2 separate regions of the Pan troglodytes genome follow, and region 2 is linked to region 1. The links are chromatin contacts, called in public Hi-C maps. All regions are on one chromosome and are shown on one strand. Each heading gives the region's core, a stretch centred on a gene start, on an enhancer-like site or on the middle of the called end of the contact. The rest is flanking DNA. Distances are from core to core; before and after follow the strand shown.

Region 1 (2,532 bases), core at 24-2,523:
CAAACCCTAATTTGGCTCAGCTTCCATAATTGTGTCTCTAATACTAGAAATCAAGTTCAATTGCTAACTGACCAAGCACCAGCTACTAAGATGACTGGGGAAGCCTACCAGGGGCTTCTGAAAAACACCTTCCCCTCCAGGTAAAAGGGAAAAGCAGCACCACTCCTCCCTGCCTGGGATAAAGTCATGTGAGGAAGTGATGCTCAGGATGGTGGGGTGAAGAATGGAAGATTCTTCTGTCTGCTACTGAGCCCACAAACCAGCCCTGGAACCACCTAGCTCCATGCTTCTTGATAGGTGGCATCTCTGTAAGCCACTGTTCAGTTGGGTTTGTTATCCTGGCAAATGAAAATATTCCAAACTGATACAATTTGAACCAAGGCAATGTGACTCATCTCAGGACTTCCCCAAGGAAGTGACATCCAACCCGAAACGTGAAGAATGAGGCACGGCTCGTGTGCTGGACCCTGCAGGTTTGGCCTTTGGGGCCAACTCTCCCAGGTGGGATGTCATCTTGGTGGGGCAGTTGATCAAGGTTTGCAGCCCTCCTAGGCCAGGCTGAGGCCAAACGGATGCTCCCTGCCCCAAGAACATGACACTTGAGTGGAGGACCCCAAGGACAAGGAAAAGCAGCGCTGATTGTCCCCCACAGCGGTGTGCTGGACAGAGCCTCCAAGTGCTAGCTTCTCAGCATTTCCCGGTGCCAGTTCTTCCTAAGGCCTCCTAGGCCTGCCCTGACTTTCTGAGTGCCCCACCTCCCTTCAATGAGTCATCCTTTTTTATTCCCCCTTCAATTAGCCAGGGCCTGTTTCTGTTGCTTGCAACCCAAATACACTCAATACGTCCAGGCCAAGTGTGTGACACGTGTGTGTGTGTGCACGTGCATGTGCAGGTAGGAGGGACTGTCAAGCAGAGGAAACAGCAGGGGCAGAGGTCTGGAGATGGGCAGCAGCTTGGAGCGCAGAGGAACCAGAAGGCAGCACGGCCGGCCAGAGGAGGACAAGCTGAGTCAGGCCCGCGGGGGCCAGGAGCCGGCACTGCTATGTCCCCGCTCAATCCTAAGTGCTGGGAACGGGGCTGACCTAGAGTCCCTGCTCAATAGCTGTCTGCTGATTTAATAAAGGAGTGGTCAGCAGGGGCCAGATTGTATAGGAGCTTGCAGCCAGGTCAATGAGCTTGAACTCCAAAGAGACAGCCACAGGCACCACCTCGTCTCACTGAAACACCTCCCAGAATGAGGAGCCCTGAGAGGCCCCGCCTTTCCCCTCCCATCCACAGCCAGAGGGGATTTTCCAACCAGAGGAGACAGGGGTGCTATTCAGAGGCAGCAGGACTCAGCCCTGGGCAGAAGGCCTGGGGCAGAGCCTCTGGCCTTGACATTTCACCACACTGCCTGCCCTGGCTGACTCCATAAAGACACATTTCTCCCACAGGACCCCAAGCCAGTAGCTGGAGGGCCTGCGGGTTGGGAACCCTGCCAGGGGAGGTGGCTATGAGAGGCCATATCCAAAGCAGCCACCCCCACGCCGTGAGGGGCCGGCGGTGGGGAGGCCAGCAGGGCCCAATGGCGGCAGGCCCTAGCTCTGCAGATGGGAGGCCCGGCAGGCAGCTGGAGCCACCTGGCCTTCTGAGGCGCTCACAGTCCCAGCCTCCCCACAGGGTCTTGGAGCTCCTAAAGCTAGGCCAGCAGGGACTCTCAGGTCAACAGTGATACAGAAGGCCCCGATGTGCCACCTGAACAGGAAGCCCTGCCACCTCCCTGCAGCCCTCTGGGAAGGATGCAATTTCTCCTCTCCCAGAGGAAGCCGCTGCACACGAGACCCCTGCAACCTCCCCCACCATGCTTCCCTGCCTTGACCCCAACACCCGCCTGCCCACCCCCAGGTGCCCTCTGCACACCTCAAGGCCTTTGCACTCATCCTTTCCTGCACACCTGGAATGCCCTGCCCCGGCTTTGCAGGTCTCAGGGCCGTACCACCTCCTCAGAGAGTCCCATCCTTAACTACCTGAAAGTAGCCCCCCAAACATTCCTCCACCCGTCCTCTCAATAAACGCTCACCAGTCACACACACTCAGTACCCTGCAAGGCATCTGGGAAATTAACTCACCCATGTATACATTTTGCTTAAGGTCTGTTGCCCACCGGGTGTAAGCTCCATGCGGGCAGGGACACTGCCTGCCATGTTCACCTCATCATCCCACATCAAAATTCAAAGTCTCCTACTTGGTGGGGCACAAAAAGTGGAAGGAAGGGAAGAAAAGGGATGTGATGGGAGAGGGGAGGAGGGACAGAAAGAAGGGAGAAGAGAGGACCTAGTTTGGAAACTGATTCTGAACTCACCTCCCTGTCTCGGTCTCTGTCTATAGTGGTGGGGAGAGTGTCTCCATCCCACCAAGTTCTCGTGAGGATTGAATGAGACACTCTGTGCAAGACCCTCGGCCCAAAGCCTGGCACACAGGCAGCATTTGATAAATGTCAGCTGTTCCTGATTAGTTATTTTTTCACTGGAGAGAACCACTGAGGAATGAAGA
Region 2 (2,532 bases), core at 16-2,515, 160 kb after region 1:
CTACTGGGGAGGCTGAGGCAAGAGAATTGCTTGAACCCGGGAGGTGGAGGTTGCAGTGAACCGAGATTGCGCCACTGTACTACGGCCTGGGTGACTGAGGGAGACTCCGTCTCAAAAAAAAATTTTTTTTAATTAAAAATGGGGGAAATACTCGTCCCTACTTCATAGACCGCCTGTGAAGGTTAAACCTGCTAATTAATGACACATGTAAGGTGTCTGGCACATAGTAAGTGCTCGGTTGTTATTTTACAAAGTCTGAGGCCGTGGTTTTGCACTTGGAGATGGGGAGTTGGTGGGGGTGGATGCAGTTAGGGAGCCTGGACTGCCGAGTCTTGAGTTCGAAACCCACTCTCCCCGAACTCCAGCAAAAACCTGTGCATGGGGGATTCTACCCTGGGGTTCTGTCAATCCCCGCCCCTCCTCTGAGCTTCAGGTTTTATCCTACTCCATCAACGCGCAGGGACGTTGGGCTCTGGGGCTCCTACGGTCTGTCCTAGATGAGTGGTGCACCGGGCGCGAAGTTATTCCTGGGAAAAAGACGCAGGAGCGCCAGCTCCCGGAGCCGCCGGGGTCCCCAAGCCCCTGCATCGCGGATGTAACTAATTTTAAAACTATCTGAAAGGCGGGGACGGGGAAGAAAAGACAAAAGGGCAGCGCGCGCCGCGGGGAAGTGGAGTGCGGGAGAGCCCCGGTCGGAGCAGGACCGTGCGCCGGCCAGGCAGGGAGGCGACGCGACAGCTCTGGAGGAGCTCGGATCCCCCCCGCTTTCCGCGCGCCCCGCGGGGCGCCCCCGAGGCAATTCTCCACCCACGGGGACCACGGCCACAGGTTGTGGGGACCGCAGCGGGGCGAGCGGCTGGAGGGAAAGCTGTCCCCAAGCTCCCGAGCGACACTCACCGACTGCAAGAAGCGCAAGGTGCCCACGTAGTCCCTCTCGGTACCCAAGATCTCGTTGAGGACGCAGAGGCGGAGGCGCAGCTGGCGCTCGGACTCCCGGGCGGCCGCGCACGGGCCGGGGCCGGAGCTGGGCGCCGCGGCGCCAGGGGTCCGGGGGTCCGGGTGGGCGCAGTCCCCGGCCCCGTCGCCGCCGGGCTCGCTGCCACTGGACGCCTCCATTCTAGCGCGGCCGCGCGGCGCCGGCTCCTTCCCCCGCGCGGAGGTCGCGCCGAGCGGCAACTCAGGCGTCCAGGCGCCCCATCCCGGACGGGGCACGCCGGCGGGCCGGGCTCAGCGGCGGGCCGGGCTCCCGGCGCGGCGGGCGGGACTGGGGGCCGGGCGGCTGGGCCGGGGGCGGAGGCAGCGCGCGGGGGCCGGGCGAGGGGCGGGAGGGGGCGGCCCTCGGGGGCTCCCAGACGGCTGGCCCCCCGCCCCCGCGCCAGGGACCGTCTGCCAAGTGCCACGCCGCGATCGGCCGCAGAGGCGCTCTGCGCGTGCACGGGGCCCCTGGGGACGCGGCGCGGCGCTCGGCGCCTCCGTCGGAAGCTCGGGGGTCGGGCGGGAGCCTCCGGAAGGGCCCCGCGGAGCCGGGAGTCCGAGGCCGCGCGCACGCCGAACCGAGCGTACCAACTCCGCGCCCGGACGCGTGGCGCCCCCCAACCCGCCGTCACCGCGGGCTACGCCACTCCCACCCGGCACACGCTACACCCGCCGCGCGCAGGCTCCTGCTTGCAGGTCCGGCCGCTGCTCGGGCCAAGTAAACACCGGGCTGGGAAAGCTCGCTGCGGAGCCGCTCGGGGGCAAGCCGGCCCCGCCACGCGCGCCCCCGCGGCCCCGGGAAGTCAGGGGCGGCCGCTGCCTGGGCAGTGACGGCCCCTCCCGGGAACGCCGGGCCCTCGCGGTGCCCTCGGTGCTACCACGACCTTAGGAAGGAACATGCGTGGCGCGCGCTCGCTCTCACTTTTCTCTTTCCCGTTTCCTTTCCCATCTCTCTCTTTCCTTCCTTCCTTTTCTTTCTGAACTTCTTTGCCCCCTGACCCTGCCCTTTCCACCTTTCCCAGAAGAAATTATTACCTGCTCTTGAGTTATTGATCAAGTGGCAGGTACCCTGCTGCTCCCCCTTCCATCCACCCAACCCATGGGATAAGGCCTTGGGAAACCCAGCTTCTTGTCAGGTTGCTCTGGGCGATGTTGATCATCACCCCTCTTATCGGAAGGTATGGAGAGGGGAGGAAGCTCTGGGGCCTAGAGTCAGCTGCTCAGGTTCAAATCCTAGCTCCCCACTTGCTGGCCGGGTGGCCTTGGGCTGGTTTCCTTGCTTCAAGATCCTCAGTGTTTTCATCAGTATAACGGGAACGGTCATGGTACCTAGCTCCAAGATCCTGCCCGGGGTTCCACGGGAAGTACTTAGCACCTAGAAAGTTCTCTGTAAATGTTTGTTCTTACTATTATTGCATGTGTGAAGCCCAACACCTAGAAAGTTCTCTGTAAATGTTTGTTCTTACTATTATTGCATGTGTGAACGGCCCTCTAAGCCTGGCCCCACTCTCAAATGGCCCATACAATCCCTAATCACCCGTGTTTCCGGACCAGAGA

Evidence for each region. A called contact is a pair of places that touch in the nucleus more often than the background predicts.
Region 2: a contact with region 1 is called in a Hi-C map of stem cell-derived neural progenitor cells, with 1.9 times the contacts expected there. The contact joins the promoter of PREX1 here to the enhancer-like site in region 1. A contact is called at or near these places in 1 of 7 Hi-C or Micro-C datasets (stem cell-derived neural progenitor cells) and 1 of 1 datasets of contacts at active chromatin or transcription factors (stem cell-derived excitatory neurons).

What each region holds. Positions count from the first base shown.
Region 1 is chr21:54,945,663-54,948,194 of NHGRI_mPanTro3-v2.0_pri, forward strand. All of the region lies in intron 14 of PREX1 (phosphatidylinositol-3,4,5-trisphosphate dependent Rac exchange factor 1), which reads right to left. Among named protein-coding and RNA genes, the nearest start is that of PREX1, 160 kb to the right of the region's middle. Within about 2 kb of position 1,274, at least 5 of the 24 cell types and tissues checked have an H3K27ac peak or open chromatin away from gene starts, as enhancers often do. A contact at or near this core is called in stem cell-derived neural progenitor cells, where this site is marked.
Region 2 is chr21:55,106,183-55,108,714 of NHGRI_mPanTro3-v2.0_pri, forward strand. PREX1 (phosphatidylinositol-3,4,5-trisphosphate dependent Rac exchange factor 1) reads right to left here and starts at 1,266. Exons shown (of 40, transcript XM_016938084.4): 1 at 898-1,266. The coding sequence starts at 1,116.